Regions from separate parts of the Sus scrofa genome. Here region 2 is linked to region 1. Evidence: chromatin contacts called from public HiChIP or PLAC-seq data. All regions are on one chromosome and are shown on one strand. Each heading gives the region's core, a stretch centred on a gene start, on an enhancer-like site or on the middle of the called end of the contact. The rest is flanking DNA. Distances are from core to core; before and after follow the strand shown. Region 1 overlaps SYNE2 (nesprin-2). Region 2 overlaps PPP2R5E (protein phosphatase 2 regulatory subunit B'epsilon).

What was found. HiChIP or PLAC-seq counts read pairs in DNA pulled down with a chosen protein or histone mark.
Region 2: an H3K27ac HiChIP or PLAC-seq map of alveolar macrophages shows a contact between it and region 1. The contact joins two enhancer-like sites. A contact is called at or near these places in 1 of 47 Hi-C or Micro-C datasets (embryonic fibroblasts) and 1 of 2 datasets of contacts at active chromatin or transcription factors (alveolar macrophages).

Annotation. Positions count from the first base shown.
Region 1 is chr1:194,310,916-194,314,717 of Sscrofa11.1, reverse strand. The region is part of intron 2 of SYNE2 (nesprin-2); the gene reads left to right. Among named protein-coding and RNA genes, the nearest start is that of SGPP1, 39 kb to the left of the region's middle. Within about 2 kb of position 1,882, at least 3 of the 83 cell types and tissues checked have an H3K27ac peak or open chromatin away from gene starts, as enhancers often do. A contact at or near this core is called in alveolar macrophages, where this site is marked.
Region 2 is chr1:194,640,348-194,644,149 of Sscrofa11.1, reverse strand. It overlaps PPP2R5E (protein phosphatase 2 regulatory subunit B'epsilon), which reads right to left. Exons shown (of 14, transcript NM_001244062.1): 11 at 2,601-2,720. Among named protein-coding and RNA genes, the nearest start is that of GPHB5, 95 kb to the left of the region's middle. Within about 2 kb of position 1,754, at least 4 of the 83 cell types and tissues checked have an H3K27ac peak or open chromatin away from gene starts, as enhancers often do. A contact at or near this core is called in alveolar macrophages, where this site is marked.

The DNA.
Region 1 (3,802 bases), core at 633-3,132:
GCTGTGGGTACAGCCTGAAAAGACGAAAAAAAAAAAAAAAAAAAAAAAAAAAAAAAAAAAAACCAAAAACAAAAAAACCATGTTGTAAACAGCAAGACTGTGGGTCTAAGGCAACTTCAGTTTTACATGATAGTGTAGACACCAATGTACTTGCCTGTACTTGATTGTGATTATCCTTGACAGAGAATTTTTTTTTTTTTTTTGAGCTGAGCACATCTTGTTTTACAACATGATTATAAGATGTGAAGTTCTGGTCATTCATGGGGCTCTTACAACACAGTACAGTTATTAATGCTTTATATTTATCTGACATGCTGTGGGTAACACAGTCATTCAGTTGATGATCAAGTAGCACAAGAAGATTTCACCCTCATGACACAGTTTATGAAACTGAAGACGAGAAACTTTTAATCAATGAAATAGCACAATCTGGTAGGTAGGTTTAAATGATTGCATTAGTAGTAGCAATTAAAATGGCAGCAATAATAATATCCTTACTGTGAAAGACTTTCAGGTCCTGTGTTTTTCCTGTTACCTGAACGGCTTATGGAAAATTTTACTAAATAAAGACGAATTTACTTAACAAACATTTGCGGACTACCTGTCAAGATGCAAGGCGACATGTTAGGCACTGAGAATAACAAAGATTAATAATGTGACACGGCCAGTGTCTCCAAGAAGCTTTAACATAGGAGGAGGAACTTAACAGTATTTTAGATCAGGTGATATAGTAGCTTTCGAATGTGTGGCAAAGGCTAGACATTGTGTTCTCAGTTAACACACTGAAAAGAGCATCTAATACTTTTCCTTTATCATTAAAAAGCCTTCAGCATACATTCAGTAAATTAGTAAGCACTCCAACGAGGAGGGAATCCTCTGATTTCTTTCAGTGTGTTGTTTTTCATTTAAACAGCATCTTAGGAGTTCCCGTTGTGGCTCAGTGGTTAATGAATCTGACTAGGAACCATGAGGTTACGGATTTGATCCCTGGCCTTGCTCAGTGGGTTGAGGATCCAGCGTTGCTGTGAGCTGTAGTGTAGGTTGCAGATGAGGCTCGGATCCCATGTTGCTATGTCTCTGGTGTAGGCCAGCAGCTACAGCTCCAATTCAACCCCTAGCCTGGGACTCTCCATGTGCCAAGGGTGCGGCACTGAAAGGACAAAAGACAAAAATAAAATAAAAAATAAACAGCGTCTTAGTTCACTGGAGGCTTTAAGTGAATGCTTATTACAATATTTATTCCTCTTGATTAAGATGATAGCAGATGATTAATGAGTTCTTATTACAATTAAGATGAAGATTCCCACCTTTCTGATAAATAGGAACATCCAGGTGATAATTCTGAAACTTAAAGAAATGAAACTGCATAACATTTAGGCAATGATAATCTTTTGTAAATGTGTCTGATGCTAGAAAGTTGGTACGATTACAGCTATGAATTATTAGGAAGATCTTAGTTCAGTTAAAACAGCTGCATACATGCCTTTAAACTTACGGAACATTTGCTATGAACAGTACACACTTCTCAGCACCAATCTCCATTTTGTCTTTTAGTTTGATTACTATCATGAAAATGCCAGATAGGATGGACTAGTAATATTGATGGAAAAATAATTGCCAGTATAGGGATTGCATTATGGATCTTTGATAAGTTAAAATAGAAAAATCAGAGGAGTTGTTTTTAGTAAGTGATTTCACCTACTATCAAGTAGGCAGTAGTTTGAAGGAGATGGTTTAGAAGTAGGAATTTCTTCTCTTTTTTTTTGTCTTATTAGGGCCACACCCTTGGCATATGAAAGTTACCAGGCTAGGGGTTGAATCAGAGCTGCAGCTGTCGGCCTATACCACAGCAACGCCAGATCCAAGCCATGTCTGCTATCTACACCATGACTCATGGCAACACTGGATCCTTTAACCCACTGAGCAAGGCCAGAGATGGAACCCACATCCTCAGGGACACTAGTCAGATTCTTAATCTGCTGAGCCACAACAGAAACTTGAGGAGTAGGAATTGCTATGCCAACAATTATACCACTCTTCCATAGTCATGAAAACTAAAATATATTAACTTATTGAATTATAGAGACTGTCAGTGGCACACTTTCTTTAAGCAAAATTGTGAATGGTAGCCCAGTATATAAAACTAATAATAATGGAGCTATTCTAGAAGGGAGTGAGAAATTCTCCTTTACCTAGCAAAGGGAGAAAATAAGTAAGCTTCATCATGAAGTTATGATGAGGAGGATGACTCACAGCTGAAATAATTTGTGCTTGCCTGCTGTGACAGAGTACTTTGTCAGAACAGAGGACAGTCTTGCATTTTAGAACAAAACTCATGAGAAACTATATTTCCTACTAATTCCCAGAGAGCGAATCATTATTAATGGAAACATGTCTAAGTATGGTTAATATCTTCTGCTAATAATAGTCATATACATTGGTATATTTCATCTCAAGACCTCAAATTTTAAAGACTCAAAGAAAATAATTATAATTATTAAAATAAATTTTATTGGCATATACTTGACTTACAAATCATTATAATTTTTGGTTATGCATATTCCTGTTCTGGTAATGGTAATGTTCAAGTTTGGGCCGACCCTTTCACAGACAACAGTTCCCAACCCTAGATAAAATATAATTAATACTCACTTGGAAGCACTGGAAAGTAATCAAAAGCTGCTAGAAACTAGAGAGAAGTCATCCTTCTCAGAGAGGAAGGTCACTGGACTAGAGCTGCAATTTTACCTTATTTATTTATTTATTTATTTAGGCCGCATACATGGCAATATGGGCCAGGGATCAAACCTGTGCCACAGCAGCAACCCAGGCCATTGCAGTGACAACACGGGATCCTTTACCGCTGCAGCACGAGGGGACTCTCTGTTAATGGCTCTTCTCCTGGGGCATCTCTAGTCACTGCTGAATGGAGTGACTAAAACTCAAACAAACAAACCTAGTCTTTTTTTTTTTTTTTTTTTTTTTTGTCTTTTGCCATTTCTTGGGCTGCACCTGTGGCATATGGAGGTTCCCAGGCTACGGGTCTGATCAGAGCTGTAGCCGCCGGCCTACGCCAGAGCCACAGCAACATGGGATCCGAGTCGTGTCTGCAACCTACACCACCACTCACGGCAACGCCAGATCCTTAACCTGCTGAGCAAGGCCAGGGACTGAACTCGAAACCTCATCATTCCTAGTTGGATTCGTTAACCACTGTGCCACAATGGGAACTCCAAACAAACCTAGTCTTTTGGACTATCATGATGTTGAAAAGTAAAGGGAAAAATCCAGGAGATAACCACAAAGGAGGAGTGGTGAATTCTGCGTATGAATTCCACCATGTCCTCTACTGCCGTTCTGCACATTTATGAGGGAGACCAAGCAGCACAGCTAAGAGCAAGATTGAAAAAACAGGCTATGAAAGACAAATACCATATGATATCACTTATAACTGGAATCTAATATCCAGAACAAATGAACATCTCCACAGAAAAGAGAATCATGGACTTGGAAAATAGACTTGTGGCTGCCTGATGGGAGAGGGAGGGAGAGGGAGGGATCGGGAGCTTGGGGTTATCAGACACAGCTTAGAATAGATTTACAAGGAGATCCTGCTGAGTAGCATTGAGAACTATATCTAGATACTCATGTTGCAACAGAACAAATGGTGGGGAAAAAATGTATACATGTAAGAATAACTTGATCCCCTTGCTGTACAGTGGGAAAATAAAATTAAAAAAACAAAACAAAACAAAAAAACAGGCTATGGCGTTCCCTTGCAACATGCAGGTTAAGGATCCAG
Region 2 (3,802 bases), core at 505-3,004, 330 kb before region 1:
AAACATGGAAGAAAGAAGAAGCATTTGGTGTGGCTGAAGCTGGTGGAGCAAAGGCAAGAAAAGGGCCTGGGGAAGACCATGTATTATCTACTTATCAATATGTAAGGTCATGTACAGACGAAAGTCAGTATCCAGCAAAGCCCCTTAAAGAGGAAAGCCATTGTTTATGCAAAGTGAGAACTGGCACTTCTGACTGTAGGACCCGCTGTCCTTTACACACAGTGGCAGTGTCTCTAGCTCAGAGCCTTGCAACCGCAGGGCCACACCTACAAAAGCAGGTGGCTACAACAGGGTCACATTTGCTGGATGAACCAAAGAACACGTCATGGAATGAATAAAGAAACTCTTCGCTCCCCTTCCTTCTTTTGTTCTGTTTTACCTCTGTCAAATAATTTTAAAATTCTTTTTCCTCCTTGTATGGACTAAACTTCATCTTCACCCTCTGTCCCCACTCCCACCCCACCCCCTGCATAATCCATGTGTTGACACCCTAACCCCTGTGTGAGTGCACCTGGAGACAGGAGGTCATTAGGTTAAATGTGGTCATAGAAGAGGGTCCTAACCTGACTGGCAGGTTTGGTGGCCCTCTATGAAGAGAAAAGAGAGACGCCCTTCTCTCTCCTCCAGCAGCGAGGAATGAAGAGGCCACGTGAGGACCCGGGGGAAGGACCCAGGGAGAAGGTGTGCAAGCCAGAAAAGTGCCCTCACAGAGGCGGAGAGCACTGAAACTTGCACTGCAGGCTCCCAGCCTAGAGAACTATGAGAAATTAAGCAGTGTTGAAGCCACACAGGGTTTCCTTGTGGAAGCCTGATGTGGTCTAAATGTTTGTGTCTCCTTAAAACTCCTATGTTGGATCCTAACCTCCAGGGCCGAAAAAGTACCTTTGAATAGAGGCTCCTAAGTGCTCCCAGCCTCTCCCACCATGTGAGGACATAAGAGAAGTCTGGGACCCAGAAGAGAGCCCTCAGCCAGCCGTGCTGCCACCATACCACCACCGTTTCCAAATGGACCACCAGCCTCCAGAACTGGGGAAAAAACTGCTGTTGTTTGTAAGCTGCCTCATCTGTGGTATTTTGTTACAGTAGCCTTAAGACACAGCCCCAGCTATGTCAGACATTTCATCTCCTTTCTAAGCTTCTGAGCATCATTTAAGGCTCCCTGGCAATTCTCATTTTAAAAAAGAGTCCTGTTCTTTGCCCTCCATGACACCAAACATCCTAATAAAGACTGAAGAATTAGGTGAACAACCCAGCTATTTGAGCACCACAGGCCATGTGGAATATGTAAAACATCTACATAGTGTCCTGCATTTTTTAAGACCCATGCCTAAAGCGTATCATCTGAATGTAATGGTCATGTAACAGTTTCTACTCTTTTTTTTGGCTTTGTGATACAATTGCAAGGTTGTCTTAAGATCACTGACTTGACACACTAAGATGTCTTCAGGTTAAAAATGAAAACAATGACTACAGCCAGTGTCTCTATGCAAGATAATGACAGCTCAGGGAAAAGTCCAGCACATTAGCAATGGGGTTCTGTGCTGTCAACTCCAATCTGAGCAATCTCTTCAAATCCACAGGCTGTATGTACATAAAGAGGCAATTGTCCAGGTCTGAGATTTGGACCTTTGGTGGACAAAGTATAAAACCTAATGTGTGGACCCCAGGGCACCCTCTTCCCCCCAGTGTGGGTCCCTCAGCCCTGGTAAAACAGCCCCAACTGCAAAAAGAGTTGCTCAGGTTTGTTCCCCCAGAGTGGCCACAGGGAGGCAGTGTGGTGCCACAGGAAGGTCACCTGCTTTCAAAAGAAGCTGCACCTACTAACTCCCCACTTCCTGCTGACTGGGAACTTGAGCACATAATTCTCTCTAGAGAGGCAGGTAGGAGGATAATTACAAGTTTAGGAGTAAATCATGTAAAGCATCCAGCACAGTATAGAATATTATGTTCTCTTTTTCCACTTAAGCTTAGTTAGCATCTCTCTTACACATTAGAGGGGCCCTACCAGTCCACCTCTCATTCAGCTATTTTACTTGAGACAAGTTATGTTACCACTGTGAGCATCAGGGTTCACACCTATAAACATCATAATGCCTCCTTTCCAAGTGCTCAAGGGAATTCAAGTTAATGGATAGGGGCTGTCATGTAGCAGGTATTCAAGAGGAAGGTGGTTATTATCAAAAGTATTGTGATCATGTGAAAAAACAGCAAACAAAACCAGGTAGCTAGTGTCCACTACTTTTCTTTCAACACAAATAAAACTTTTTTTTTTTTTTTTTTTGTCTTTTCCAGGGCTGCTCCTGAAGCATATGGAGGTTCCCAGGATAGGGGTCTAATTGGAGCTATAGCGGCTGGCCACAGCCACAGCCACAGCCACGCGGGATCCGAGCTGCATCTGCAACCTACACCACAGCTCACAGCAATGCTGGATCCTCGACCTACTGAACAAGGCCAGGGATTGGACCCACAACCTCATGGTTCCTAGTCGGATTCGTTAACCACTGCGCCATTAGGGGAACTCCAACACAAATAAAACTTTACCAAAGTAATTAATGTATGTGGTAAAAGTCACTCTAGCTCATGTCCTCTTAATTACTAACCTGAAAATGGGGGCTAGAAACACACTTGGCAATTTGTTTAAACAAAGGTTCTTGGATTTTAACAAATTGCGATGGTTCAATCACATCCAGTATCTCCTCCAGCTCCCCAAGGAACATGACCTGGAAGCACATGCAAAAGACCAACCGTCAGGTACTGGATTGAAAAATCCATATGCACAATAAGGGTTAATGAGAGTTTTGAGCTATTTTAACGTAATGAAACTTTATACATAAAACCAAACATGAAGAGATCAGAATTTAACTTTTGTTAATGTTCATTTTGCAAGGAATTCACCAGAGGGCACTTGTTAAGAACAAATTCCCTACAGTATTGAAAATGTGATTCTATTTACTTTAGAAAAAATATCCTATGTGCCACATCTCTTACACCAGAACAAGGGGCACTTACACGCTGTAGCAGGGTCCCTGTGGGGCTCTCCACCCCCCATCACACTTCTAAAACAACGGGCAAGAGGCCTTCCTACATGATGTACAAGTACACAGAGGCAAGTGCAGATACCTGCCAAACATCTGCAGCCTCTGCTAGGCGCTCCTCTAGGAGACACGAGTTAACAATACATGCAAAGTCGGAGAGACACAAACGAGCAGATTCATCCATACACTGGCGCCACTCCAACTTCAGCACACCGTACTCAACCTCCACACTTACACACACGTACATCCGTACATACTTGCTCACTACAGAGCAGAATGAATCTCGTGATCTCAGTACCACGTGTCTCAAAAAACAGAGCTTTTTGATTACAAAATGGGGCCAAATCAATAGTATAGTCATTTGTTTTAAACATAATGGAAAACTGACAGAAATAAAAACCATTTTCCTATTTAGACATGAAGAAATAATCACCTAGAAAAAAATTTAGCATGCAATTAAAATATTCAAAAATGACAATGTTTTCATATCTTGAGATACATTTGGGTAGCAATACATAGTTTAATCTTATCTAACAGGTATTAAGAAATTAAATGATTTTCTGAAATTTTATAAAGGAGGTTTTGGAGAACTGAAGCTGAGTTGAGGAGGGTATTTCTGTTAAAAGCAAAATACAGTAAAGAAATACTGCCATTTGCTAAGAAATATACTGAAGTGCTTCTAAAATAGTCCCCAAATGTAAAACTAATAGCTGACCTTTTTTCTGGGCCATCTTCCACATGGGTTCTAACCTCTCAGAAAAGTGGCT